Regions from separate parts of the Mus musculus genome. Here all the other regions are linked to region 6. The links are chromatin contacts, called in public ChIA-PET, Hi-C, HiChIP or PLAC-seq and promoter capture Hi-C maps. All regions are on one chromosome and are shown on one strand. The core of a region is the stretch at or near the end of the contact, and the rest is flanking DNA. Distances in the headings are between cores, read along the strand shown. Region 1 holds the start of Slc22a15 (solute carrier family 22 (organic anion/cation transporter), member 15). Region 2 overlaps Vangl1 (VANGL planar cell polarity 1). Region 3 holds the start of Vangl1 (VANGL planar cell polarity 1). Region 4 has its middle 41 kb from the start of Gm25869. Region 5 holds the start of Mab21l3 (mab-21-like 3). Region 6 holds the start of Tspan2os (tetraspanin 2, opposite strand).

Region 1 (4,156 bases), core at 992-3,491, 810 kb before region 6:
ACTTCTTGCACGTGTTTAAGCCTGTGATCAGAGGCATCTTTTTCACTGCGGATGCAGGCAGTGAGAACGGCAGGTTCTCTCCATGGCTGAACTCTTCTATTGCAATGGGCTGGACTTAGACTATAGTACAGTAAGGTCTTCAATAACGCTACGGTGTGACCCTCATCACTTCTCCACAGCAGGGACTTCAGAAGAATCAGCTATCCTTTCAGACACATCGAATTATAAAGTCGTCTTCCCGTGGAACTCAGGTGGAGGCAGGGACACGGCAACCCATACAGCCCACACCTACAAGATAAACAACCATCCATTGCCAATAACACTTGAAAACTTGGCAAATGGTGACCATAAATCAACCAACAGTTGCTGAGCAAAAAGATCATGGGCTTGGAACTCTTCCTTAACAAACTACAATGAACTAGGTCAGCCATTAATAAAAGCATGGGAGGGAGGGGAAGAAGGTGTAGGTCAGCAGTAAAGCTCTCGTATAAAAAGCGCAAGGCCCTGCATCTCCAGCTGGCAACGAGGTGATAAAAGCCCAGGAAAGTTAACAGGTCCTGACCCAGAATACTGGCCTTCTCAGTGCCACACTCAAGATTTGATTCTAAGTTGGCAACCACCTGGCTAGGCAAATAAGATGCTAACACAAGAAGTGGAGCAGAGAAGTGGCCAAAAGGATTGCCAGGAGAGGGGATATATACTTGGAACTCCTGGTTAGATGGAATATTGTCAAAGAAACCATTATACATGAAGACCAGACATTGCAGTTGCAGTTCTATTTCTCTATACTAATTCTTACTCTGCTAAGAGAAAGGCTTCCAAGTATCACCACTTGAACCGATGTTCTGCCTGGTGCTGAAGTCAACTGAAGATTTTAATGGGGAAAGAGAATCAGTAGATTAAGTTTTACCTTACTGCCTCTCTTCCTGCTGCAGCATCAACACAACGTTGAAGCAACTTGTGGGCTCTGGTTATAACCGCGGCCAGCCAGTACTTCCCTTGCAATAATACCTTAACTTACTTAGCTCAGCTGTCAGCCTCACAGTGTCAGTGTCACAGACCACTTCATCCCAGGATTGCAAGCCTCCGGGACAGGGAGCTAGCTTCATTTTCTGGCCCTGGTGGTAGGGATCAAACCCAGAGCCTTGCACATCTAGGGCTTTACCACTGACTGACCTGCTTCCTAGGGACAATCTGAGCTGCTCAGGCTGGCTTTGAATTTGCCTAGAAGAAGAGCCATCCTTCTCCTGCCTCAGTTTCCATAGTGCTAGGACTACAAGAATGAACCTCTTAAAGAGCCCAAGGACTCCTAAAATCAAGAGTTTTAGGTTGAGGTGTGCAGCTGGTTTCTGAGAATTCAATACAATGAACCACACTGTGTGGATGGTATCATTTCCCTAGACCAAAGCTGGCCTCGGAGCTTAATAACCCAGTAGAACTTTAACTAGAGAGAAATAAATTCCCGTGGATGGAAAGCCCCTTTAATAGGAAGCCTCCCTCAATCTCAGAGAGGGCTGAAGGAGGCCATACTAGCTAGACCTGATCTTTTGTGGGCAGGTTGTCCATGCTTTCTCTGTCTCACTCTGTAAGGGGTTAGGGTGCCGAATCCTTTTGATCCCGGGTAATGGGTTTCATCTTTCAACTAGCTCTGGTGGCGAAGTGTCAGTGCCAGGCTCTGGGTGACAGCCTGGGAGAGCTCAGTGGCTGGCCCGCCACCGCGCGGCGCCCGCCCGCCCCCTCCCTCCCTGCGCTCTCGCGCCACACCTGGGGCCAGCCTGAGCTGAGAGCGCCCCGGGGGCCGCGGGGAGCCGGGGACTCACCTGCAGCAGCACAGCCAGCAGGAAGCACAAGTACATCTGATAGAGGCCCATCTCGCCCACCGCCTGGAACGCCTCCTCCACCTCCATGGCGGGCTCGCGCCCGAGGACCCGGCCGCCACCGCGACGGAGGACCTGGCTGCGCGGTGGCTGAAGATCGGGCGACGGAGCGACCGAGGACTGAGCCGGGCGGGGACGGAGGGCCGAGCGGCAGGGACCGGGAAGGAGGACCGGGCGGACCGCGGCCGAGGCGGGGACAGAGGACTGGGCCGAGCCGGGGGTGGAGAACCGGGCGGGGCTGGGGCCCAGGCGCAGGCGGGACCCTGCAGACGACCGGGTCCGGGGTCGCGGCGGAGATGCGATGCTGGTCGCCCCGGCGCGGCCTCCCCGCTTCCTGTCAGAAGTGACAGGAATTTTTGGCGAGCGGTTGGCTGGCGCGCGGAAGGGAAAGAGGAAGTGGGTGCGGCGCGGGCGGCCAGGGCGACTCACGGGAGGGGCCGGCAGCTCCACGCCGTGTCCCGCGGGGTTCGCCCCTTCGCACAAAGCGGTGGAATGCGGGGGCGCTCAGAGCTCTAGAGCCTTCCGAGAAGAGGGCCGGGAGGCATCTGTCCCCTTCCTCCTTTGTCTTGCTTTAGGTACACAGGGTCAGATGTAAGCTCCGCGCCTCGAGACATCCACTTAGTAGTGCCCACTAGGCCCACGGACAAGGGACAAGGGACAAGGGCAGGGGGTCATGGTTGCCAAGGTCTGTCAATGGAGTTTGGCACAGGGCTGAAGAAGTGTGGGGACAGATTACTAGTGGCCCCACACCTAATCCTGTTTTGTTTTTAAACTATTGCAAGTATCTAAACCAGCATATCTCAACATGTGGGTCAGGACCAAAGACCCTTTCACAAGGGTCAGATATCAGATATTTACATTACAATTCATAACAGTAGCAAGATTACAGTTATGCAATAACAAAAAATTATTTTTATGGTTAGGGGGTCACCACAACACGAGGAACTGTGTTAGAGAGTCACTGCATTAGGAAGGTTGAGAACTACTAATCTAAACTATCGCTAAGTTTACCTTTGCTTTCTGTTGGTGTGATAATAGCATGACAGAAGAAACTTGGGGGCGGGGGGGGGGGTGGAGTTTATTTGGCTCACAGTTTCTCTCAGAGCCCATCATTGCTGGGAAGTCGAGGCACCAGGAACTTAAGCAGCTAGTAACATGGCATCCACAGACAAGAACAGAGGGCAGTGATGTGATGGATGCGCTCACCAGTGATCAGCTAGTTCCCTCACTCATTCGTTCAGACTAGGGCCCAACCTATGAAATGGCCTCACACATATGGGGGGGGGGGGCTTTCTAACAACCCAGTTTTTAAACAAATTCCCTCAGAAGCATGTCCAGGGCCAACCTACTCTAGACTGCTCCTCACTGAGTGAATGGGAACTTCCTTCCCAGCCGAGGCTAGGTTTTGATCGTTAAAACGAACCATCCCCTGAATATAATACAGAGTATAATGGATGACCAGGAGGTCCCCTTGTCTTGCAAGCATTCTTGTTGTGCTTCCACAATTTCCCATTAATTATGTCTGCTGTTTATAACTGCCCTTTAGTGGTCATCTACCTAATTATTGTAATAAAATGATACAATGTTGACTATGGCAGGGTTGGAAGCAGCCAGTGTGGTGGCCACAAAAGATGAATTGGAAGTGCTTAAGCCAGTGGTGGTGGCAGCAGCCATAGAGGCAGCACAGACCTTTGATTCCAGCCCTGGGGAAGCAGAGGCTGGGCTCAGCTACAGAATGAGATCCCTGGCAGCCAGGACTACAAAGATAAAGCAGCAAGACTTCCCTTTAACCATATGGTCTAGCTTTCTTGGCAGGCAGTGCTCTCTGTGAGAAGAGGGAGGGGCAGGGAGGAGAGGGGTCACTCAGCTTTGTTTCTTATTAAAGAACTTTTACTATTTTTTTTTCTAAAAATGTTTCCATTTTTATTTACGACTGTTTTGGGAATAAACTTGCTCATTTTGCCCTCCTAGACCATGATCTGGCTGTATTTGCACCCCACTTTTCGTTATTTTTATTATGACATACTTTGTTTAGTGTTACATAGTTATTTATTAAATAATTCATTATTTGTTTTGCATTTTTCCCACTTTTTTTCTACACAGAAAATATTTGAATATAAAATTGTAGTTCGCAGACTTTGGAATTTTTTTTATATATATTTTGTTTAGCTTTGTTACTTTGTGATTCTTTTACTAGCTAGATAGTGTCAGTGTTTATAGCTTGTTGGCTTTCAACACTTTCTCTCCCTAGCCATCTTTGATTTATTTAAGATAAGCAC
Region 2 (4,101 bases), core at 1,399-3,898, 580 kb before region 6:
TCTGAGCAAAAGTTATTGAACAAAAAAATAACATTGGCTTTTCTAAGCACAGGTGTATCACAAATATTCCATGCCAATTTGGATTTTTTTTTTTTTTTTAATGACAGACAAAATCGCTTGGTTCGTGGAATGCACAGACAGAAGGGTACACATATATGGGCACGGAGATGATGGCGGCCTTCTCCTTTCCTGAAATGAGATCCCTGAAACTGATAAAGGAAAGAGTACTTGGTGGAGCATTGCTTCGGATGTAGGCAAGCAGAGACTGGGACAGCCCACTACAAGGTGTCAGGAAATGACTCCTTGGGCACTCCCCTGCACAGGACTCTGCCAGGAAGCAGCTATGTCTACAAATGGGACATCAAGGGCATTGTCCTCTGAAACCAGCTACAACATGCTGACAGAAGGAGCCTTCGGGACTGCACGGCTGACTCAACTCTCCCTTTCCCAGCGACCCTTTTCCTTGTGATAAGTTGCACAGTGGTGGTGGTCACAAACCTCAGGGATGGGACAGCAGTAGTTGCCAGGGTGGTGGGCACTGTTTGGTTTCCCGTGGCAGGGAAGCTTGGCACATGAGCTTTGTTGAATACTTGTCTCCCTGGGAAATTAGATGGCTACATGGGGCACCTGCCAACTGGGAGTCACAGTGTTGGTCTCTCCTGGTTTGTGTGAAGCAGGGCTGAGGAGGACTGGGTGGATGGGCTCCTGCTGCAGCCTAAGGGAGGTGCTGCGGCTGAATAGATCCCCAGAGTCATACCCTACTTCTCGGGAGAAAGACTGGGAGAGGCTGTGCAAAGAGCTGTGGGTATACTTGGAAAGCCAAATCCCTGACATCTCTGGAGGACCAAGCTAGCCTGGCCAGGCTGCCCACCATGTACAGCTGTGGTCCAGATGCTAAGGAGAGTGGGCGTTAGAGTGAAGCCCAGGTAGGCAATCCCAGGGCTAGGGAAGGGCCAACAGAGGAGCAGGGCCAAAAACAGGGCAGGTAGGCTCTCTCTCAGGGGAAAATGGAAAGCCAATCACTTAACAGCTGCAAAACGGCAGTGCACATTTCCTATCAGTTTCTTTCTCTTCGCAATGTAAGGCAACAAATGATTAAAAACTCAGGCGGTTGGACATTTCCTGTACTGCCCACCACTCCCCAGGGTGGTGTGGTGATGTGGATAACTACATGCACAAACACGCAAGTGGGTGTGTAGTGTTTGGCTTCCTGAAGCAGAATAAAGTGAGGCCCCTAGGATCTATGAGGTGGTAGACCAGAAGTCCAGGCGGGTGTGGTACTGGGCCACAGGCAGGGACCAGTTGTAAGGCGAGGCTCCCAAGGACACACAGCAGCTACACTTTGGTTTACAGCTGTCACAGAAACTCCAGGGAACAGCTTCTTCAGAAGTCCCATCTATTAAAGTCAGATGCCAACAGTCACTTGTTGGGGTGGGCATCTCCTGCTTCCTTCCAAATAAAGTGCAGATGGTCGAAGGATACTGGTCTATCCTCTGCCAGTTTGAGTCAGCATTGAAGAATTTTAAAAAATCTTTATAAAAGAACTTCCTCCTGGACATATATATATATATATATTTATATATTCTTTTGTTTTTCATAAAGCCACAAGTATAGAAATTTTAGACTGATGTCTCAGACTGTAAGCGAAGAACAAACTTGTGAGATTTAGGGTCTATGAACTCTTCTGAGAGTACAATGAATGGGATTTTCTTCACATTGACCACGAGGCTGAAGTCCAAGCATTTAAGGACGAAAACAATTCCATCCCGTAACCCGTTTGTCACAGCCTCCTCACTAATAAGTCTCCACTGTGTCGAGAGCCATCGATCCTTGTCATACTGCAAGGTGGGGCCCGCACTGAGGTATCGTTCAAGGAAAGCCTGAAAGCCAAGGAAGAACATTGGTGAAGTTACAAGGGTTGCTGTGCGTTATAGCTAGGCTCCATCTTGTTTTCCCTAGAAAATGTTACCCAACTACCCCATACCTTAGACTAGAGTTCAGCCTCTCATGCTGAAGGCCCACGAGACCCTCTCTGTAGAAGGAAGACTCCTTGGGCTTCGGAATTTTCTTTTGGCAATTTACAATCAGAGGGTGAGTTGAGGGAAGTGGATTGGCTACCACTGTTGATGTAACATGCCACCTGAAGACACGGGCACCTCTCCCTCCCTGCTAAAGCCAAGAATCCCCGAGGGCAGGCTGAGTGCCTGGAACAGAGACGTAGTCAGTGAATCCTGGGCAGACAGACAAGGACAACCGCACAGACAAAACTGCATGGCTCTACCACCTGCTGGTTGTGTGACCTTGCTCAGTCATTTGCCCGGTTCTCTCAACCTCGCCCACTGAGCTGCCAAGAGGTGCACAAAGCACTCCCAGTAGGCACACTGTGGGTGTTGTCTGTCATGCAGAACTGATGCATGTGTGGCTAGGGCTCCGTATGGCCAGACCCACGTCCCCTCTCCTGAGTGCTTGCTCCAGGGACACGACACCAAGCAGACTGAAGTTCTCTGATTCCACTACATCTTCATGTGCCATCCCTCCTGCTGAGAGCTGTCCCAGAAATCCCTCCTAGACCTTCACATCTTACACTATCCCTCAGATGGATCAACGTGTTCTTTTGCCAAAGCTCCTGAAACCCCTGGCGATGACGTCATGCCATAGTTCACTTCCTGAACTCTGCTGACTTGCTGTCTCCTCCCCTCGAGGCTTCAAACTTGTAGAAGATAAGAACTACGTCAACCCTGTCTTCCACTTTTTAAAGTATGACTTTCTAATGTGCCTGGCATGGAATTAAATACATACATCAGTTTGGTTGGGAGAAAGAATGAACTGACAATATAAATTGAAAAATACTGGCATGTAGCCATCTGGTCCTAGGCCAAGGTGAGGACCTTTTTGGGTTTCAAGCAATCCTCTTTCATAACTCCTCCACTCTGCCGGGCAGTGCAAGCAGCTGTAGCCATGGTGATAGGCACACAAGAAAGCGCTGCTGTGCTCCAGTGAAATCGGAGTCACAGAAACAGCCAACCCCTGGCTTTGACCAGTGAAACTTAATTCAAAGGTGCACCAACAGACAAGTGGTTAGGCAAATCTACATATCTGGTGGAATCGGGAGCAGCTATTCACAGTGAAAGCTGCGTGAGTCAGATCTGAGTGTATGGAATGAATGATCCAAGAAACCTTGAGTGAAGAAAGCAGGCTTCCAAAACGCAGGCGTGTCTAGTATTAAAGCATCTCTGCCTTAAAAGCTAGACTCAGACTCAGCTAAGAGAACACACGTCAGCCCGAACTGGAAGGAGTGGGGGGTGGGGGCAGAGTGCGGTTTTGTTGATAGTGTGGGGGTTCTAATTACTTTGTGTTCTCTCTGTCTCTGTCTCTCTCTCTGAGTTTGTGTGTGTGCACGCCTATGCATGCCATGGCATGTGTGTGCTGGAAAACAGTTTCCCGAGTCAGTTCTCTCCTTCCAGCATGTAGTTCTGGGGCCTGAACTCAGGCTTGGCAGCAAGCACCTTTATCCAAAGAGCCGTCTCACCAGCTCCAGTTTCGGTTTTGGTTTTGTTCTTGTTTGATTGGTTGTTTTTTTGTTTGTTTTTGTTTTGTTTCTGAGAAAGTTTCTGATAGGTAGCACAGGCTGGACCAGAATTCACTACATAGCACAGGGTGGTCTTGAATCCATAAGCCTTCTGCCTTGGCCTCCCAAGCAGTGTGATTACGGTGATAATCTACCACAGCTGGCTGAAAACATAATTTTCTACATTGGACTTTTCTTTTTTAAATAAAAATCCAAGAAAGCATACATTTAAAAAATGAAACGGGAATATATCAGACAACTTTAAGAAACCCTGGAGATAGGAAACCAGCGGTCCCTTCTCCTTGACAGAAGCTATTCCTCTGCACAAGGGGACAATAGTTTTCTATTTGCAACCTGTTGTATGTGGACTTTTGTAACAAAATATTCAAGTGTTCACCCACATTGCAACAGATGATATACCACAGCATGCTAGACACTCTTGCTTTTGTAAACGATTTCCAGTTTGAAGTTACACAGAATAATATTCTGGGGGTGGGCAACCTACCTTTAATGTAGAGTTGTACATACAGATA
Region 3 (3,910 bases), core at 1,023-3,522, 530 kb before region 6:
AAAATAGCTCAATCTTCAGAACAAGTCTTTAAGGGAGGCAAAATTGAATGTCATGGCACAGTTAAGGGGACAAGGTCACACACACAAGCAAGTGCCCCCATATGGCTTTAACCTTCAGAGAGCCATGGAAAACTGAAAGCTATGTAGCAATTACCAGGATTGTTTGTTTACTTAGAGAAGAGGCAGGCAACAATAGTGAATTGTTCCAAGCCACACATAACCTCACAAAGAATCCTGCCTTTCGACTCCTACTCATAGGCTCAGTAGAAGGGAGACTGTGTGTGTGTGTGTGTGTGTGTGTGTGTGTGTGTGTGTGTGTTTTGGGGGGGGGGTCACTTTAAGGAGAAAGGAAATTAATCTCAAACAGCCTCCAGCCCAGGTGAGACCTATGATTATTAATCAGCATGATGAGGCCCCCATCCAATCCAAACTACATCAGACGCAATGCAAGGTGTGCCTTTGGGTATACATCAGGGGGATAAAGAGTACTTGGCACACTCAGCACATTAATTCTTCAACAGACGGTTGTCATGGAATTGTTACTTGGTAAGGAAACTTTTCAATTTCCTGTATGGTTTCATCCTATTGCTCAAGAAATAAGACAATAACAACTTTTTTGAGACTTGGCAGGCAGTCTCAAAAATATGACACTCACAAAGTCTTTCATTTTACTTACAAATGAAGTTGCCACCAAGTGACACTGTCAGCAACTGCATCCCTGAAAATTTCACACTGGGAGTTTTGGCTATTCATAGTGGGAGTCGCCAACCTTTAGAAATGCTAAATGCTCCTGGATATTGCTTTGAAATGTAGAATAAAACAGTTTCCTCCCACACATCAAAGCCCCAACCATATCACACTGATTTAATTCAATTCTAAAAACTCTAATTAGTGGTTACATAAAATGGCTAATTATGCCTCCCTGGGCTCCGACGGTTTCTGCCATGGCACTTACAGAGCCTAGGAGCTGTGTAATCAACACGCCCACTAGAAGGAGAAGGCTAATTAGTATTGTTGATTGGTGACATAACTTATAATATTTTTTCAGCAAACCCCGTAAAACGTATAAACACGTCAGTGAAAACACTAGTCTTCACAGCTAACTTTTGGAATTCGCCTGTAAGGGCGCGCGCACTCCTGACCACAGTCCCCTCAAACGGGTTCAAACTAACGCACGCACCAACCACACAACCATGCCAATAAAGACCCCTGCCACCCCTCCATGAACTTCAGAAGGAGCTCATCTTCGCGATCTGGGCATCACACCCGGTTTGGAGACATGAAAATTGAGATTGCCCGGCTCCGACTCTCCTCTCCTCATCACTTAGCCCACCAGGCTACGGCTCCGCCCCCACTCCTGCTTCCACCACCGACGCTTTTAAATTTTTATAAAGCTTCACACTTCTCTGGGCGCGCTGCTCGGGGCAGTTCAATGGCTGCAGGATGAAATAAGGTTCGACTGGTGTCTAAGGCTGCCCGAGTGCGGCGAGGTTGCCCAGGACAGGGACTCCTCCTTTGGCTGGGACTGGCTGCTCGCCTCTGCTCCGCCCCGGCGCTTTTGAAAGTAAACTACCTGCCTGTTGCGCTCCGCGATGCGCAACTGGCCGCGCCCCCCAGGCCTCCCGGGCTGCGGTTTTGTAAGCGAAGTGAGAAACACGAGCCAGCTCCGTTCCTGTGCTGGAAAACCGGCCAGTTGACCCCGGGTCCTGGCGGGGACCCCCATCGCGTTCTGCCCTGCAAGGCGCGTCCAGCCACTGGTTGCCTCCGACACGCCGTCATTCCCTGGCCACCACCCGGCACGCGCACTCAGGGGCGCACTCCGAAGGCCAGACAAGGCAAAGAAGTCCGAGGTAGCGCAGGCTGCCCCAGGACTCCGAGCACTGGAATGGAGCGGAGAGAGCCCGGGGCAGGGATGGAAGGACCCGCGTCTCGGGGAGCTCGACCCGGAGGAACCCAGGGGTCTCCCGGTCCGAGGGCCCGGACCCCAGTCGGACTGCTGGGGAGCAGGGACACCCGCAGTTGGCCTGACCTCCCACCCAGCTCAGTCTCGAGCCGCCGCGCCGCGCCGCGCCCGCCTCTCCCGGGACTCACCCCGGCGCCGGCCCGTCGCGCTCCACGCCCGCGCTCTCGGCTGCAGCGCCCGGGCTCCGCGGCCTGCGCTGGGCTGCAGTGGAGGCACAGCCCCGCCGCGGCCGCTGGTCTCTGCTGCTTTCCGCTTCCTGTCCCGGCGCCGCCCCGCAGCCCCAGCCCAGCCCTGCTAGCCCGGCGCGGCCGCCAGCCAAGAGCTGCGAGCGCTGCGGGCCCCGCTGCCGGCCCGGCCCACCTGCAGCGGAGGGCGGGGCACGGGGACACACACACACACACACACACACACACACACACACACACACACACACACACACGGCCTGGCCAGGGACTGACATCTCCCCTCCCAAGTGGACCCACTAGCACACAGCCTAACAAATCTCATCCTGAACACACACACACACACACACACACACACACACACACACACACACACGGCCTGGCCAGGGACTGACATCTCCCCTCCCAAGTGGACCCACTAGCACACAGCCTAACAAATTTCATCCTGAATTCCTGAATACATGACGCAGGGGTTGATGTCTCTCCACCCAGCACCCCAACATACCCCCAAGATCACACACGCACGCGCACACACACACACACTTACAATTGTGCATAAAATCCAAGCCCTCATTGTTTGCCATCATTAAAAGCTCCAACCCGCATATCCACATGGCTCAAGAACCAATTTCTACCCCTCCCCCAACTCATACATTTTTCAGCACACATAATACACTTAAACTCCAATGTAGCTCAAGAGATGACCCAGCCCGTAACCACCAACGCCCACAGTCCTACAGCAGCTTCTCCCCGCTCCTCTTCTACCAGAGCAGACATGCCTGCCTACTGGAAACTACCAGGAGAGCGCATCTCTGAAGGCAGGGAGCCAAAAGTTCCAGACCGATTGAGACCACTTCCCTCGCTAAGCTTCCTTTCCCTGTCTGGATAGTGGTGAGGACTCTAATGTCCTTGAAGGGTTGAAATTCTAGTATTAGAAAGTGCAGAACAGTTGGCAACTGTTTTTGTGAATATTCTCACCCTTCTTTCTTAGTCGTCATAGAATCCATGCCCAGAATGACAGATCTATAGCTGCCATGACAAAATGCTCCCGCGAAGGCACGCACAGCGGGAAGTGCTGAATCTGCAGTTTGTTTGCAGGAATGCTGGGGGTGATTTGCCTTGCGAAAATGCAGGCTCTTTGTGAAGTAGCCTTGTTTGGGAACCTGTAGCCTCAGGAAGTCCTTACTGTCTGCTTTTTCCTAACTCCTCTATATTCCATTTTCTCCACCATCCAGGCCACGTCCTTCTAAGTACACCCAGATGTTCACGGTGGCAGGACGATGTTCCACACTCCTAGCCTCCAGACTCCAATGACCCCACCATCTGCATGTACCTGAACTGCAGCCTCTAAATGACTCCGGAGAGCAGATCTAGAGTCCAGCATCCCGTTTCCTCGGGTAAATCCAGCTGTCTGCCCGGCATGCTTAGCTGCTAAGGTGGGAAAGCCAAAGAAGTCTGGAAACGGAGTCCCATTCACCTTACCACTTAGAACCTTCACACGTAAAGCAGAGCAAGACATCCCAGTTCAAGTGTGAGGTTCTCCAGGAGTCCTGTGTAATACTAAGACCCACAATGAATTTTCATGGAATGGCATTCCAGCTTGCTCTGGGTGATTTAAGTAACCTTATAATGTGATGCTTCTGAGAGGGGTCAGGGGAGAAGGATAACCCAGAATATTATAAATGATGAGTTCACGTCAAAGTGCTATCTACTATTTGTTTTTACCCCATGAACTAGAGTTTCAGAGTTGAAAAGTTCAACTGAA
Region 4 (4,056 bases), core at 698-3,197, 650 kb after region 6:
AAAAAAAAAAAACCTCAGGCTGTACCTAAATTATTTTAAAGATCATTAAATGAAACTGACAATGAGGAGATCACACTTGATAAAATCTGTCAGACTAAAAATTAACTGAAGAATACATTTACATCACCAACAGACAATTGGATTAGAAAAATAAAAATAAAAAAAGATAACAAAAGGAAAGTTCCCGCTGCGGTTCTGTAGTTGCTGGGATAGAAGGACCTGGCTCACAGTCAGCCATCTTTACGATGTATAATCTAAATGGGATAATTGTTAATGAAAAGAATTTCAAGAATATGATGATGGCTAGTGGGAAACCTTGGAAGATTTCAACTGCTCAGAAAATAGATCAAGCAATGAAGTTGAGGGCCGAGGAAATGGCTCGGAGGTTCACATGTTAGTCACAAAAAATGTGAGGACCAGCGTTCAGATTCCCCCAAACCCACATAAAAGCTGGGCCGGCATGGTGGCTCTTCTGTGATTCCAGCCATGGAAGGTGGGCACAAGGGATCCCCCAAAGCTAGCTGACTAGCAAGAATTAGCTGTCTGGGAGCGCTCTGGGTTTGATTGAGATACCCTGCCTTGTAGGACAGCAATGGAGGCTGGCTCCTGCCATCAACCTCGAATCTCTACACAAACCTCCACACATGCACCCACACATGCAAATTTACACACATACAGGCAAAACATGCATATATACATATGCGCTCCACACACATATGAAAATAGAAAACAATAGAAGAATGAGAAGAAATGAAGTTGACTCAAAGACATTTCCCACGTCTGTGATCTCCACTCCCTGTCACTCTTTCTCCTTACAGCGCTCAGGGCATGTGTGAAAGGCACTGACCTACTTTGTGCCTTATTCACAAACAGAATAACTCCAGTTTCAGATAGTGAGCTTTGAACTGCGTTTCTTGGTATTCAAGTCTCTTCACTTCCTGTGTCTTCCATTGGCTGTTCCTCCCCCTGCCCCCACCAAGGCACACCCCCAGCTCCCACTACTCCCCTTTATAGATTCCCCCACCCCAGTCTCCTCCTTCCCAGGGGTTCTCTCTGCAGCTTACTTCATATCCACACAGGCACAACTTCAAACCGCATCTGTGCTGACTGCCCCAGTGGCGCTTCTTATCTAAGCAGCGGCAGCAGCAGGCTGGGTGACCAAGGCAGCAAAAAGAATTTAATGGAATGATATTAGGTCTGTCCAGAATTGGCAGGCAAGCTGGAGACCAGGCTAGGAGAATGCACAGGAGTGTGGGGGAAGCACAATGGTTAGACACTTCTCCAGGGACATACCACAAGGGCCAGCTGGTCAGGACCTGCTGGTCCCTCAATGAACACACTGCCTCCCATCTTGGGCCACACTAGAGTGGCTGGGTGGAACCTGAGCTGTCCCTATGTCTCTGTGTCACATCCTGAAATGCTATGGGTACAGAGTCGGGGGGAGAACGGGCCTTGGCGGAAGGAGGGGCTCTTCCTCTTGCCCTCCATCCTGTGGCAAATTCTTCATACACAGGAAGAAGGTTCAGGGGCTGACACCTACCACATCTAAGATGTTTACCAGTTGACCTACCCCACAGAGGCTGTCTCAACTCCATTTTAGGCAAAGAGACTGCCTGGTTCATAGTCCCAAGATTTGTCAGGCCAGGCTAGTATTGTCTTAGACTTAGGTCTTTTTGGTTCTGCTTGGTCCCAGCTGCCACCCATTGAGTCTGAACATAGATTTCTAAGCCTGAGGACTCTGGCCCTGGCTTAAAGACCTTTGTGCATCATGATCTGCTCCTCCTCCTACCCACCCACAATTTAATGGTGCTTATCTTGAGGGGTAGGTGGTGGGGAGGGAGTGGTGGGCAGAAGTCAGCACCTTAGCTCATTTTGGCCAGGGTGGGGTGGTGGCGATGGTGGTGGCTGTTGTTTTGCACAGAGACTTTGAAGAGGTTTGAGTCAGTCTATAGACATAGGACAACTCCCTGCTCTCAGACAGTCCTCCTACATAACATAACATAGCTAACATAACATACATAACAGCTAAGCGATTAGATGTACTTATCTAAGGCTGGAGGCTCCCCACTCCCTTCTATGGCATGTGCCTTACACACACACACACACACACACACACACACACACACACACACACACACACCACACCACACACTCTGGTCTAGGCAGAGAAAATACTGTCCTCAGAAGAGCTTCTCTCCCACCATCTTTGCAGTCTGGCTGGCTTTCTTCCAGAACCATCTTTCTTTAGCTTTTAGTTTATTTTATGTATGTGGGCGTTGCCTGCATGTGTGCCTATGTACCGTGTGTATACATGCAGTGACTTCGGAGGCCAGAAGAGGGCATCAGCTGCTAGAACTGGAGTTCTAGATGGTTGAGAGTCACCTAATATTCTAGGTTGACCTCACTTAAGACTCTGTCTCACTCAGCTTCCTGAGGGCTGGCATTGCAGGCACAAGCCTGGCTCAGACAGTCTTTTGATGGGCCTTTAACTTTTCTTGTAATAACAAGCTCAGAGTTCTGCTTCCCGGCCACATTGGTGTCTGACTGTCTTTAGAAACCTGTAAAGCAGTGAGTGACAGAGCAGAGACTGCGCTCTTTCACAAGGACGCATGCGCAGGGAGTGACCGAGAAGAGACTGAGTGCTCCCACAAGGACGCATGCGCAGGAAGTGACAGAACTTTAGTCAGAAGCGAACGCAGAGGACACAGGTGTTTCAACGTTCAGGAAGTTTGAGTCCTTCAGATCTTGTTAAGTGTCCTTACAGTAGACTCTGGAGTCACAGTCTTCCCTGAACCACGTGACCCACTATCACCGCAGCTGGAAGGCGGGGTGGGTATCAATTCAACAGGTGTTGAAGCCTGGCTGTGCTTGAAGAGGTTGGTTTTGCTCATTATTGGAAAATCTCCGGGTGGGAAAAGAGAGGCTTAAACTTCTCGTTTTTTCATCTATCCAGTCTTCGTAGGAGAAGTCACACTCACAACAGCTCCTGTGACTCCTGCTTTTCATTTTGCTCTGTGTGAGTAGCAATATGGCCTTCAACGTTTTGCCTGAATGAGGTTTTTTTATTCCAGGTGACTCTAAGTGATAATTTAATTTTAGCAATTTACCACCCAGGGCCAGCAGCTGCCAGATTCCTTGAATCTTAGCTGGATTTTACTGCCTTGTTCTCTAAAATCCAATCTTCCAGCCAGCCCTCCAATTCCCTGTAGCCCTTGTTGATTCTTTACTATTTGGGTCCTTGAGTACACACATCAGAGACCAGCCGTGGATGACTTAATTAGGGAAGGAGCTGTCTTAGGGAAGCCTTGGACAGTACATGGCGTCTACAGACCTAGCCAGCCAGGCTTCGAAAACGAACAGGAGCTGGGAGTGGTGGCACACTCAGGAGGCAGAGGCAGGCAATCTCTGAGTTTGGGGACATCCTGGATTACAGAGTGAGTTCCAGGACAGCCAGGGCTACAGAGGGAAACCCTGTCTAGAAAAACCAAAAACCAACCCCCCCCCCCGCCTGCCCCGCCAATCCAAACCCAACCCAAACCCAAAACCAACCAACCCCCCCCCCCCATAACAAAACAAAACAAAACAAAACAAACAAACAGCAACCAATGACACTTAGGACATTACAATTTTAGCTGGGTGATAGTTGTACCTGTCTTTAATTTCAGCATTTGGGAGGCAGAGCTAGGCAGATCTGAGTTTGAGGCCTGCCTGGTTCACAGAGCAGAGTTCCAGGACAGCCAGGATTATACAGAGAAACCCTGTTTTGAACCCACTCCCCCAAAAGGAAAATGGTTAAGAGCCAGGATAGTATTCCTGAGTGGTGCTTCTGCCATTTGTTGCTGAGGCCCCCATCATCACTGAAGCCACCTGATATTTTGTTTGTCACTTATTTTTCATTAATGTGCAAGTGTGGAGTAGAATTCAATGATGGGTCACACTTGGGTCAGGTGATCTATAACCCTAGATGTCCATTGGTGTGAATTTTTTGTTGTTGTTGTTTTGTTTTTCGAGACAGGGTTTCTCTGCATAGTCCTGGCTGTCCTGGAACTCACTCTG
Region 5 (4,062 bases), core at 780-3,279, 900 kb before region 6:
AATCAGGAATCCACTCAATAGACCAGGCTGGCCTTTGAACTAACAGAGAGTTGCCTGTCTCTGACTTCTGAGTGCTGGGACTAAAGGTAGGTTCCACCATGCCCAGCTTACAAATGAAGTAATACTTTTTGAAGATTTTGTTTTAATTTTACATGTATAAGTGTTTTGCCTACATGCATGTCTATGCACCACAAATGTGCCTGGTGCGCCTGGAGACAGAAGAGGAGATTAGATTCCCTAGAACTGGAATTACAGATGGTTGTGAGCCACCATGTAATGCTGAGAATCAAACTTGGGTCCTCTAGAAGAGCAGTTAATACTCTTAACTGCTGAGCCATCTCTCTAGCCCCCAAACAATATTTAAAAACTATCAGTTTTGTAGTTTTAAAACAAACAAACAAACATTGTCTTAAGTTCTTTTTGTTTGGTTGGTTTTGGGTTTTTTTGTAGGTTTTTGTTGTTGTTGTTGTGTTTTGGTTTTGTAGCTGTTTTTGAGGCAAGGATTCATGTAGACCAAAATACTCTCAGTTTCTGATCCCCATGTCTGTCACCGTGCCTGTGCCTGGCTACTCATATCCCAGTAATCCCACTCAGATTCTCATTTTACAGAAAGAAGTCTGAAGTCTGAGGCTCAGATAATTAACTGGCCATATGGACCTCCTCAGGGTGCTGAGGGTAGCCACCCTGAGTTCCTGAGAACGAGGCATCTATGGCCTCCAGAAGCAGGGGATTCCTTCTGATCAATGGCCATGGGATGGAGAGTTAGAGGGTGTGCCCAGGAGAGGCCAGCCCTGGCTCACCTTGCTCAGCAGGCAATGGTCTAAGTCTCCCTCTGGAAGAGACTTCATGGCTTCTTGGTCAACCCCCAGTATAGCAGCAACCTTCTGCTTTCTTTCCCGATGGAGGACAAATCTGGTGGGTAGCTTTCCCAGCAACGTTACTCTCTGGATAAAACTTCTCTGGAATTGTGAACGTGGACCAGAGACTTGACTTCTTCTTGCCTGCTCACTGCAGTTTTCCTTTCCAGCATGGAAGAATTCATCTGCCATCTTTCAGGGAACTGTAGAAAGACTAAAAAGGAGACGTGATGAAAACGAGTTGGAACTTATCCTGTTTTTTTTTTTTTTTTCTTTATCCTGTTGTCCTGGCACCAGGTGCACCTTGGTGCCCAGTACCTTACATCTCCCCGTCCTTACCTTGTTGACAGTAAATATCCCTTGGCCCTCCACTCCTGAAAATTCTGCAATTGATTTACTTCCTTACCATAAACAAATAAGAAATTGCAAACAAGCCGCCTGGTTTTTCATCATGCCCGGCACAAGGCTTGCCAATCAGATGAGGGCCAGGAGTGACATTTAGAAAAGCCTGAGCTCACAGGGACACTTGTGTATAGAGAGGCAAGCTTACATGCTCGCATAGTCACACACAGACACAGGCACACACACACACACCACATGCATTCACAGAGACACTTGTGTATATAGAGGTAAGCTCACACGCTCACACACTAATACAGACACATACATGAACTCACAGAGACACTTGTGTATACAGAGGCAAGCTTGCCCCCCCCCCTCTCTCTCTCTCTCACACACACACACACACACACACACACACACAGAGAGAGAGAGAGAGAGAGAGAGAGAGAGAGAGAGAGAGAGAGATACAAACAGGTAGATACACGCAGAGAAAAGTAGGGCAGAGAGTCCTGCCTCTCACCTGCTGACCTTAGAATGTGATTTCCCACTTGGACGTTGGCATTCAAAATATACTCAGTATAAACAGGCCCCTTAAGAGTCTAGGACACATCTAGTTTTACCAGTAAAACTCATCCTAGAAAACCGACAATAAGTTCCCAGTCTGACTGGTTGGGCCTAGTTTTACTCCAGGAGGGAAAATATCCCAGCAGCCTTATCTCCCTAAAGCTCGTGAGTATCACCGTCTTTGATCCGAAAGACTGACAGACAACAGAGCTGGCAGTCCAGTTCATGTCTGAGCAAGGCTTTCAAACAGGCAGCTCTCCAAGCCAGCCTCCTCAATGCTCAACCGCAGCCAATCCAGCCCTTCCACTCTCTCCCGCGGCCCCAAATTTGCATATCCTCCCAGACAGCTCCAAGGAGAGCCACATCAGACCCCACCCACCTCCCTCCTCCAGGCGCTGGGGCGGCCTTCTCCAGGCTTCATCTGCCAATCCCAGGTCTTATACCAGTCCTGAAAAACTGAGGATCCACAAAGGTCCCCAGAATCCCCCTCCACGCTGACTGCCTTGACTTTCCACCTGCTTTTCCGTGTCCTGGAAATCCCCTTCTCTTTACGGCACATGCTCTGAAATGGTAAGGGAATCTCTGTCCCTTGACTGCTGTTACTATAGTCATCATTCCGAATCTACCACATCAGCTTTTCACTAGTGAAACAAGAAGCTCTACCCCCTAATCTGCCTTTGGGAATTCTCTTTCCATGTTGCTTTCAACTCTGCTGAAGTCTCCCCACCCCCACACTCACTCCCTTCCCCACACACATACTTTTATTTTCACCCTAACTTCTGCTTTTGCTGGAATCACTACTGCATAGTCCCTGTCCTACGGCAGGGTCTTTCCCAATAACAATAAAGTTGCCCCGGGTTTCTGGAATTAAATGCCCACACCTTCACTATTCTTGCTCTAACACCGTCCCGTCTCAGTCACTCAGTACTACAGATTCAAGTGTTGTATCTGGAAACTTCTCTTGCTCCAAGATGGAAAGATACTTGCCAGGTATGGAGAGGGAATTCTGAATAATTGAACTATAGGAGGAACCCAGAGAAGGAAAGGCACTGTGAACTCAGGGCAGCTGCCTGTAGATGTATTCCCAGGAGAGCCACATCTGAAGATTGGTGTGTTGTGTGAACACAGCTTAGAGTAGCATGGCCTGGTTCCTAGTGCACTGGTAAGGTTCCACAGCACAGGGCTATGGCACAGATGAAGGCTCTGGCAGCTCCTATCAGACAGGCTGAGGAAAACAGGCTTTACCGGCAGACACAGATCTCTAGTTAATGGGACAACAGGTCAGCGAATGTCTGTTGGGTAAGGGTGTGCCTGAAGCACTGTGCCAGGCCACCAAGAGGGACCTAGTTAACTCAGGCTTTCCTCCGTCCTCAGGAAATAGAAATCCTCATTTTTTTTATAACATGCCAGTTTGAAAAATGGAAACCAGCTTTAGCCCAATTCAATCTGTAAGGACCAGGCAGGTGAGATGGCTCAGCAGAGATAAGCATCTGCCACCGAGCCGGAGGACCTGGGTTCGATTTCTCCCCACCTCCCAGGACCCATATGGTAGAAGGAAAGAGTGAACTGCCTCGTGTGTGCATCCACACATACATAGAAATAATAGATAGATAAATGTAATAGATTTGGAGGACCAATAACATGTTTAATGTCTGCTTTCCAAAGTATTCACAACATTTTATTTATAGTCTTGTGTGTGCACACAGAGGTCAGAGGACAAGCTTGGATGTCAGTCCTCAAGTACTTTCTTTTTTTTTTTTTTTTTTTTTTTTTAAAGATTTATTTATTTATTATATGTAAGTACACTGTAGCTGTCTTCAGATACTCCAGAAGAGGGAGTCAGATCTTGTTACGGATGGTTGTGAGCCACCATGTGGTTGCTGGGATTTGAACTCCGGACCTTCGGAAGAGCAGTCGGGTGCTCTTACCCACTGAGCCATCTCACCAGCCCCCTCAAGTACTTTCTACCTTTTCTGTGAGACAGAGTCATTCACTGTCTCAGGAACTTTGTCCCTTGCTTCCAGGCCTTCTGGGCCCTGCCTCCCATTGCTGGATCCCAGGCATTTGCCTCTGCACCCAGGTTTTCACATGGGCCCTGGGGATCTGAATTCATGCCTTCATGATTTTGAAACAAGAAGCTTATTAACTGAGCCAGTTCAAGGTTTTCAAAAACCTTAAGTCAAACCTAATATTCACTCTGAGGCATGAAGCACCCATCTTGAAAGTGATGTTTAATTGAGTGATGAGGCCAAACAGAAGAATTCAGGTAGAGGCTCAGAGAAGTCAGATTGAATCCGTC
Region 6 (4,377 bases), core at 1,292-3,791:
AAGCTAAGGGTTCAGTACATACTGCAGATCTAAAAGTGTCACGTTAGGCATGCAATGAAACATTTCTAGTAAATGCACAAGGGTTACAGGATGAGAGAACAATGGATTTATTATATATCATAATAGGAATTCTGTTTCCAGAGACTACAGAATATATAATCTGTAAATATTACAGACATAAAATTCAACAATGTAACACAACAGTATAATATTACTGTTCCCTCAGTTGATTTACTGAATGCCTACTGGATAGTAGAGACCACTTATTAATTTAGTTCCTCTTTCAAAGCAAAACCAAGGTGAGAGAGAGCTATAAGTGTAACTGAAACCAGGGCTTCGCCTCCGCATACTTAATGACTTCATCTTTGTCTCCAGTTCACTGTTACTACCAGAAGCAGCACTTTCATTTGCCTTCTCAGTTTCATAAATAAAATTCACTAGCTTTTCAAAGATGGAAATATGCCTGACTGTAACACGGAAGAAATTGAATGAATGGTTGGTGAGGTCCTGGCTACCTTATATCATAATCTCATGTGCCTCACTGATCTCACTGTACATATATTAACTCCTTAATCTTCACAACTCTTTTGAAGCAGGTTGTACAATCTCCATACTGAGATGGGAAAGAGAGGCCCCAAGATAATGGGGTAATGTGTCACATTAGTCAAGTGCCTGCCCTCTGTGATTTGTTCTGGTGAGCTCCTGACTCCCCTCACCTTGGCCATCTCTCTGACTCCTGCTCCCAGGCTAGGTTGTACTTCCTCTGCTTCCTCCCCTGACCCCCTGCTCTCTCTACTGGCACCTTTTTGTTTGTTTGGTTTTGGTTTTTTGAGACAGGGTTTCTCTGTATAGCCCTGGCTATCCTGGAACTCACTCTGTAGACCAGGCTGGCCTCAAACTCAGAAATCTGCCTGCCTCTGCCTCCCAAGAGCTGGGATTAAAGGCGTGAACAACCACTGCCCAGCTACTGACACCTATTTTACAAATTAGGATCAGGTCCAGTCTTCTTGAAAAGCCTTCCTTAGTCAAGGCAGAAGCAGTCTCTTGCCCAGCTCCTAGCCCACCCACCTCACCTTGTTCCAAAAATTTGCTTACAGATCTGTGCCCTCCAGTAAAGATGTGATAGCAAGCCTGGCATTCTTCTGGTGTCCCCAGGGCTTGCTACTATGCCTGGCCTATAATTGGCACTTAGAGTGTTGCTAAATTAATGCACAAGCTCCCTGATTTTACACTTTCCTGTCTCCCCCGTGCCGTCTGACACCACATATTGTAGACACTTAGTCAACTGAAGTGAATGCCCGATTCTTCACCAGTCGCCTAGCTTAATAAAAACAAAGCAAAACAGAACTCGCTCCCTTTCCCTGATCTACACATCTCAGTCTAGACCCTAAGAATCTGGACTTCTTTCAAGGCCCCCGATCTATCAAACCTAGCAGGATGTGAGTGAGAGGTCTGACTCCCTTTCCCTGATCTGGTGGGCTGGACTGGGCAGGGTGGGAAGCAGTGTCAGGGCCCAGGGCCTCCGCCTGGCGCGCCTACTCCCAGTTCTTGCCTATTAAGGTAACAGTCCTCTAGGAACGCAGCGGCAGGAGGGAGGGTCCCCAGCAGCGGCCTCCGCCCGCGGCCTGGGCGCTTGCAGGACTCTGCTTAACTGCAGCCCTGGACACTCTGCCTGGCGCCTCACCACAGAGTCTCTACCGGCTTCACCGATCCTATTAGCTTTACCATCTGAAGTCACCTCCCTAGGTTTCCATAGACACGCAGGATAACTTCAACCATCATCGAGGGCCTCAAGGGAGTCTGGGCACCCGGCACTGATTAAATGGACCCCGCGTTCCGGGTGGGCGCACATATGCTCGGATAGCTACAGGAGCCCAAGCCCACCAGCGTGGACGAAGGTGGTGCTACCTCCAAGGGCCGGAGCGGGTGCGTGGGACCGGGATCTCCACCCCAGGGCGCCCCAGCCACAGCCAGCTGGCCGCTCGCGACCAAATCCCCGCCCGCAGACCACGCCCACAGGTCACGCCCCTCCCAACCCGCCCCGCCCCTCCACCGGCGCCCGCCGCTCCCGGGGCTCGGCGCGGGCCTGGGGAATCGGGAGCCCGCCGCCGGGGTCGCAGCATGGGGCGTTTTCGCGGGGGCCTGCGGTGCATCAAGTATCTGCTGCTCGGCTTCAACCTGCTGTTCTGGGTGAGACCCGAACCGGCGGGCCGGTTAGGGGGCCAGGGTCCCCGGGGAGGTGACCGCAATAGAGTTGGGCCATAGGAGAGGGCAGGATGTTCAGAGGCGCTAAGCAGACAAAGAGGGAGGGGACATATGGAGGGGGATAGGACATAGAGAAGCTTGAGCTACCAGAGGTGATGAGAAGAGGAGACACGGTGCGATGCTCCCCCGAAAGAAGCCATCATCTTCGGCGGCATCGCCCGGCGGGTGGCGCCAGGTGCGGGGATCTAGCGGGCCCCAATATTCCGAGGGCTGGGGGCCTGGCGGCCCGTGCTCCCTGCATCCTGCTGTGTACACACACCCACTTCTCGCGCTGCCTTCTCTGGGGAACCCGGCGGCCGGGCCAAGGCTCTGGGAGGGAAATCCCTACCGTAGGGCTGCCTGGGGTGGCGCCCCAACCAAGAGTGTGCGGACACGCCGCCTGGCTCTGGTGGTTTGTTGGGAAAATAACGGACAGTAGAGAAAATTGAAAGAGTGGGGAAGATCGTCCTTTTCTTGGGCATTGGCGGGGGGGGGGGTCTTCTGGGTGGGCAGTGGTGGGTGCTCTTTTACGAGGGGTTGGAAAATGGAGGGATTTTGGAAGAGCAGCAACATCCCCCTAGGGTCCCTGCGTACAACCAGTACTCTTGAAATGATCTCATTCAACTTTGCAGGGTGGTGTAGACCTGGCAGCATTCCCTGGGTAGAGATGCATAGAGACAGCCAGAGAGAGTGCCATGGCCCCAGTCTACTGTGTTAGCAGGGCATAGTTAGAGGTGTACCATCCCTGGAATACTCTCTCCCGAGCCCTGGAAAACGGTCAGAGGCCCATTCTGCACAGTCCCTATTGGCCTTCCAGTAACAGAATGCCAGCCAGTGTAGCTGCTCAGATAGACCCTGAGGGAAGACACGAGTCTCGCTTCAGGGGATGTGGGTAACTGCAGGAGCAGAGATGCTTTGGGATGCTTTGAAACCACTGGACTGGCCGCGATGGTTGTCCCATCTGCTCTGAGGAGGCTGGATGGACGATAAGTAATAAATTATTGAACGATGGGCCTCACTTGTGACTACCAACCCATCAGCCCTGAAGCCTGGGTGACTCCAGCAACTCTAAGCTCTTCAGAGACTGCGTGGCCATGACCAACACTGGCTAGCAATGGACAGTCTGGAGGCAGTACCTGGGGACATCCCCTGTATTTTAAAAATACATATAGACTTTGTACAACTTGGCTTTTACACCCATCACACTCCAGGAAGAAGACTTTCTGAGCGCCCTTGTGCTGTATTGTTTGTTTGTTTGTTTGTTTGTTTGTTTGTTTATAAGTCTGGCTTAATTTCGAAGGCTGTTAATTATAGGTGCCATGTTGCAGTGACACCCGTTACTCTCACTGCTTACAACATACTTTGTGTGAGCCAGGGAGGGAAGTCTCTCAGGCTGGGTTTAGTGCTTATTTTGTGCCAGCTTCTCCAGACTTATCAAACCTTTGCAGTGGGTTAGGGACAGTGCGCATGTGCAAGCAGGGCATCCCCATCTTCATAGACGAAGACGTGGGGGATCAGATAGGTCCCACAGCTGTTGAGTGGCAGAGACAGGACTCAAAGGCTGCCTCCTCCATCTTCATCCTGTGGGAGGTTCAGTCACCCAGCTGTCCTCAGAATGTGGCTCCTGGGTCAACAGCATCAGGGCTCCCTGGGGAATTTTCAGAAACATATATTTTCACTCAGCCCGGCTCGCTGAATCAGACAGTGTTGGGGAGGAGCCCAGCAAGCTATTCTAGAAGGCATCCAGGTAATCTGAACCCACGGGCATGTTTCAGAATCACCATCAAACAACTACTAGATAGATGCTGTTCCCAAAGCTGCTACTACAGCTAAGAGAACAGCCCACAGAGAACAACAAAAACAAAGTAAGGCAGGGTGACCAAGTGACAAGCTTCACACCCGGGTCACAAGCGCAGGGATGAAGTAGCACTCCAGTGAAGTCTGAGTGCCTGTCACTGAGATTGGAGATGGCCTTTTCTATATGTGATCTAAGTACAGAGTTCAGAAAAGCAATCCCAGTACCAGCGAGGACCCTAAACAACTTCATCTGAGAGATATCGGAGCTCAACCTGGGAGAACGGAGGTGGGCAGAGGGAAGCCACCAGATGAGGAGCAGAGCAAAGGATTGTGAGC

The links. Promoter capture Hi-C pulls out the DNA fragments that hold promoters and counts their contacts. A called contact is a pair of places that touch in the nucleus more often than the background predicts. ChIA-PET counts read pairs in DNA pulled down with a chosen protein or histone mark. HiChIP or PLAC-seq counts read pairs in DNA pulled down with a chosen protein or histone mark.
Region 1: a contact with region 6 is called in a Hi-C map of LSK cells, with 4 times the contacts expected there. The contact joins the promoter of Slc22a15 here to the promoter of Tspan2os in region 6. A contact is called at or near these places in 3 of 39 promoter capture datasets (the SN4741 cell line, hippocampal neurons and second pharyngeal arch cranial neural crest), 1 of 484 Hi-C or Micro-C datasets (LSK cells) and 5 of 115 datasets of contacts at active chromatin or transcription factors (bone marrow-derived macrophages, embryonic forebrain, fetal liver and 2 more).
Region 2: an H3K27ac HiChIP or PLAC-seq map of embryonic stem cells shows a contact between it and region 6, with 2.9 times the contacts expected there. The contact joins the enhancer-like site here to the promoter of Tspan2os in region 6. A contact is called at or near these places in 2 of 39 promoter capture datasets (embryonic stem cells and hippocampal neurons), 5 of 115 datasets of contacts at active chromatin or transcription factors (embryonic stem cells, stem cell-derived neural progenitor cells and trophoblast stem cells) and 1 of 9 other capture datasets (embryonic stem cells).
Region 3: a promoter capture Hi-C map of second pharyngeal arch cranial neural crest shows a contact between it and region 6. The contact joins the promoter of Vangl1 here to the promoter of Tspan2os in region 6. A contact is called at or near these places in 12 of 39 promoter capture datasets (the 3T3-L1 cell line, the SN4741 cell line, cranial neural crest and 7 more), 1 of 484 Hi-C or Micro-C datasets (embryonic stem cells), 4 of 115 datasets of contacts at active chromatin or transcription factors (craniofacial prominence, embryonic forebrain, embryonic stem cells and 1 more) and 1 of 9 other capture datasets (embryonic stem cells).
Region 4: a contact with region 6 is called in an RNA polymerase II ChIA-PET map of memory CD8 T cells, with 12 read pairs. The contact joins the enhancer-like site here to the promoter of Tspan2os in region 6. A contact is called at or near these places in 4 of 39 promoter capture datasets (hippocampal neurons, liver, pre-B cells and 1 more) and 3 of 115 datasets of contacts at active chromatin or transcription factors (large pre-B cells, memory CD8 T cells and thymic regulatory T cells).
Region 5: a promoter capture Hi-C map of hippocampal neurons shows a contact between it and region 6, with 3 times the contacts expected there. The contact joins the promoter of Mab21l3 here to the promoter of Tspan2os in region 6. A contact is called at or near these places in 9 of 39 promoter capture datasets (the 3T3-L1 cell line, 3T3-L1-derived adipocytes, cranial neural crest and 5 more) and 1 of 115 datasets of contacts at active chromatin or transcription factors (bone marrow-derived dendritic cells).

Annotation. Positions count from the first base shown.
Region 1 is chr3:101,922,212-101,926,367 of GRCm38.p6, forward strand. It overlaps Slc22a15 (solute carrier family 22 (organic anion/cation transporter), member 15), which reads right to left and starts at 2,242. Exons shown (of 12, transcript NM_001039371.2): 1 at 1,821-2,242. The coding sequence starts at 1,907.
Region 2 is chr3:102,156,618-102,160,718 of GRCm38.p6, forward strand. It overlaps Vangl1 (VANGL planar cell polarity 1), which reads right to left. Exons shown (of 8, transcript NM_177545.5): 8 at 1-1,880. The coding sequence ends at 1,620. Among named protein-coding and RNA genes, the nearest start is that of Gm16160, 45 kb to the right of the region's middle. Within about 2 kb of position 2,649, at least 75 of the 459 cell types and tissues checked have an H3K27ac peak or open chromatin away from gene starts, as enhancers often do. A contact at or near this core is called in embryonic stem cells and stem cell-derived neural progenitor cells, where this site is marked.
Region 3 is chr3:102,202,421-102,206,330 of GRCm38.p6, forward strand. Vangl1 (VANGL planar cell polarity 1) reads right to left here and starts at 2,273. Exons shown (of 8, transcript NM_177545.5): 1 at 2,092-2,273. Gm16160 (a long non-coding RNA gene) reads left to right here and starts at 1,420. Exons shown (of 3, transcript XR_375921.3): 1 at 1,420-1,850; 2 at 3,381-3,910.
Region 4 is chr3:103,384,149-103,388,204 of GRCm38.p6, forward strand. No RefSeq gene overlaps it. Among named protein-coding and RNA genes, the nearest start is that of Gm25869, 41 kb to the right of the region's middle. Within about 2 kb of position 1,948, at least 61 of the 459 cell types and tissues checked have an H3K27ac peak or open chromatin away from gene starts, as enhancers often do. A contact at or near this core is called in memory CD8 T cells and thymic regulatory T cells, where this site is marked.
Region 5 is chr3:101,834,194-101,838,255 of GRCm38.p6, forward strand. It overlaps Mab21l3 (mab-21-like 3), which reads right to left and starts at 2,030. Exons shown (of 7, transcript NM_172295.4): 1 at 1,728-2,030; 2 at 801-1,071. The coding sequence starts at 1,049. It overlaps Gm33381 (a long non-coding RNA gene), which reads left to right. Exons shown (of 3, transcript XR_003954538.1): 3 at 610-1,226.
Region 6 is chr3:102,732,876-102,737,252 of GRCm38.p6, forward strand. Tspan2os (tetraspanin 2, opposite strand) reads right to left here and starts at 2,542. Exons shown (of 4, transcript NR_040588.1): 1 at 2,353-2,542. It overlaps Tspan2 (tetraspanin 2), which reads left to right and starts at 1,895. Exons shown (of 8, transcript NM_027533.3): 1 at 1,895-2,190. The coding sequence starts at 2,122.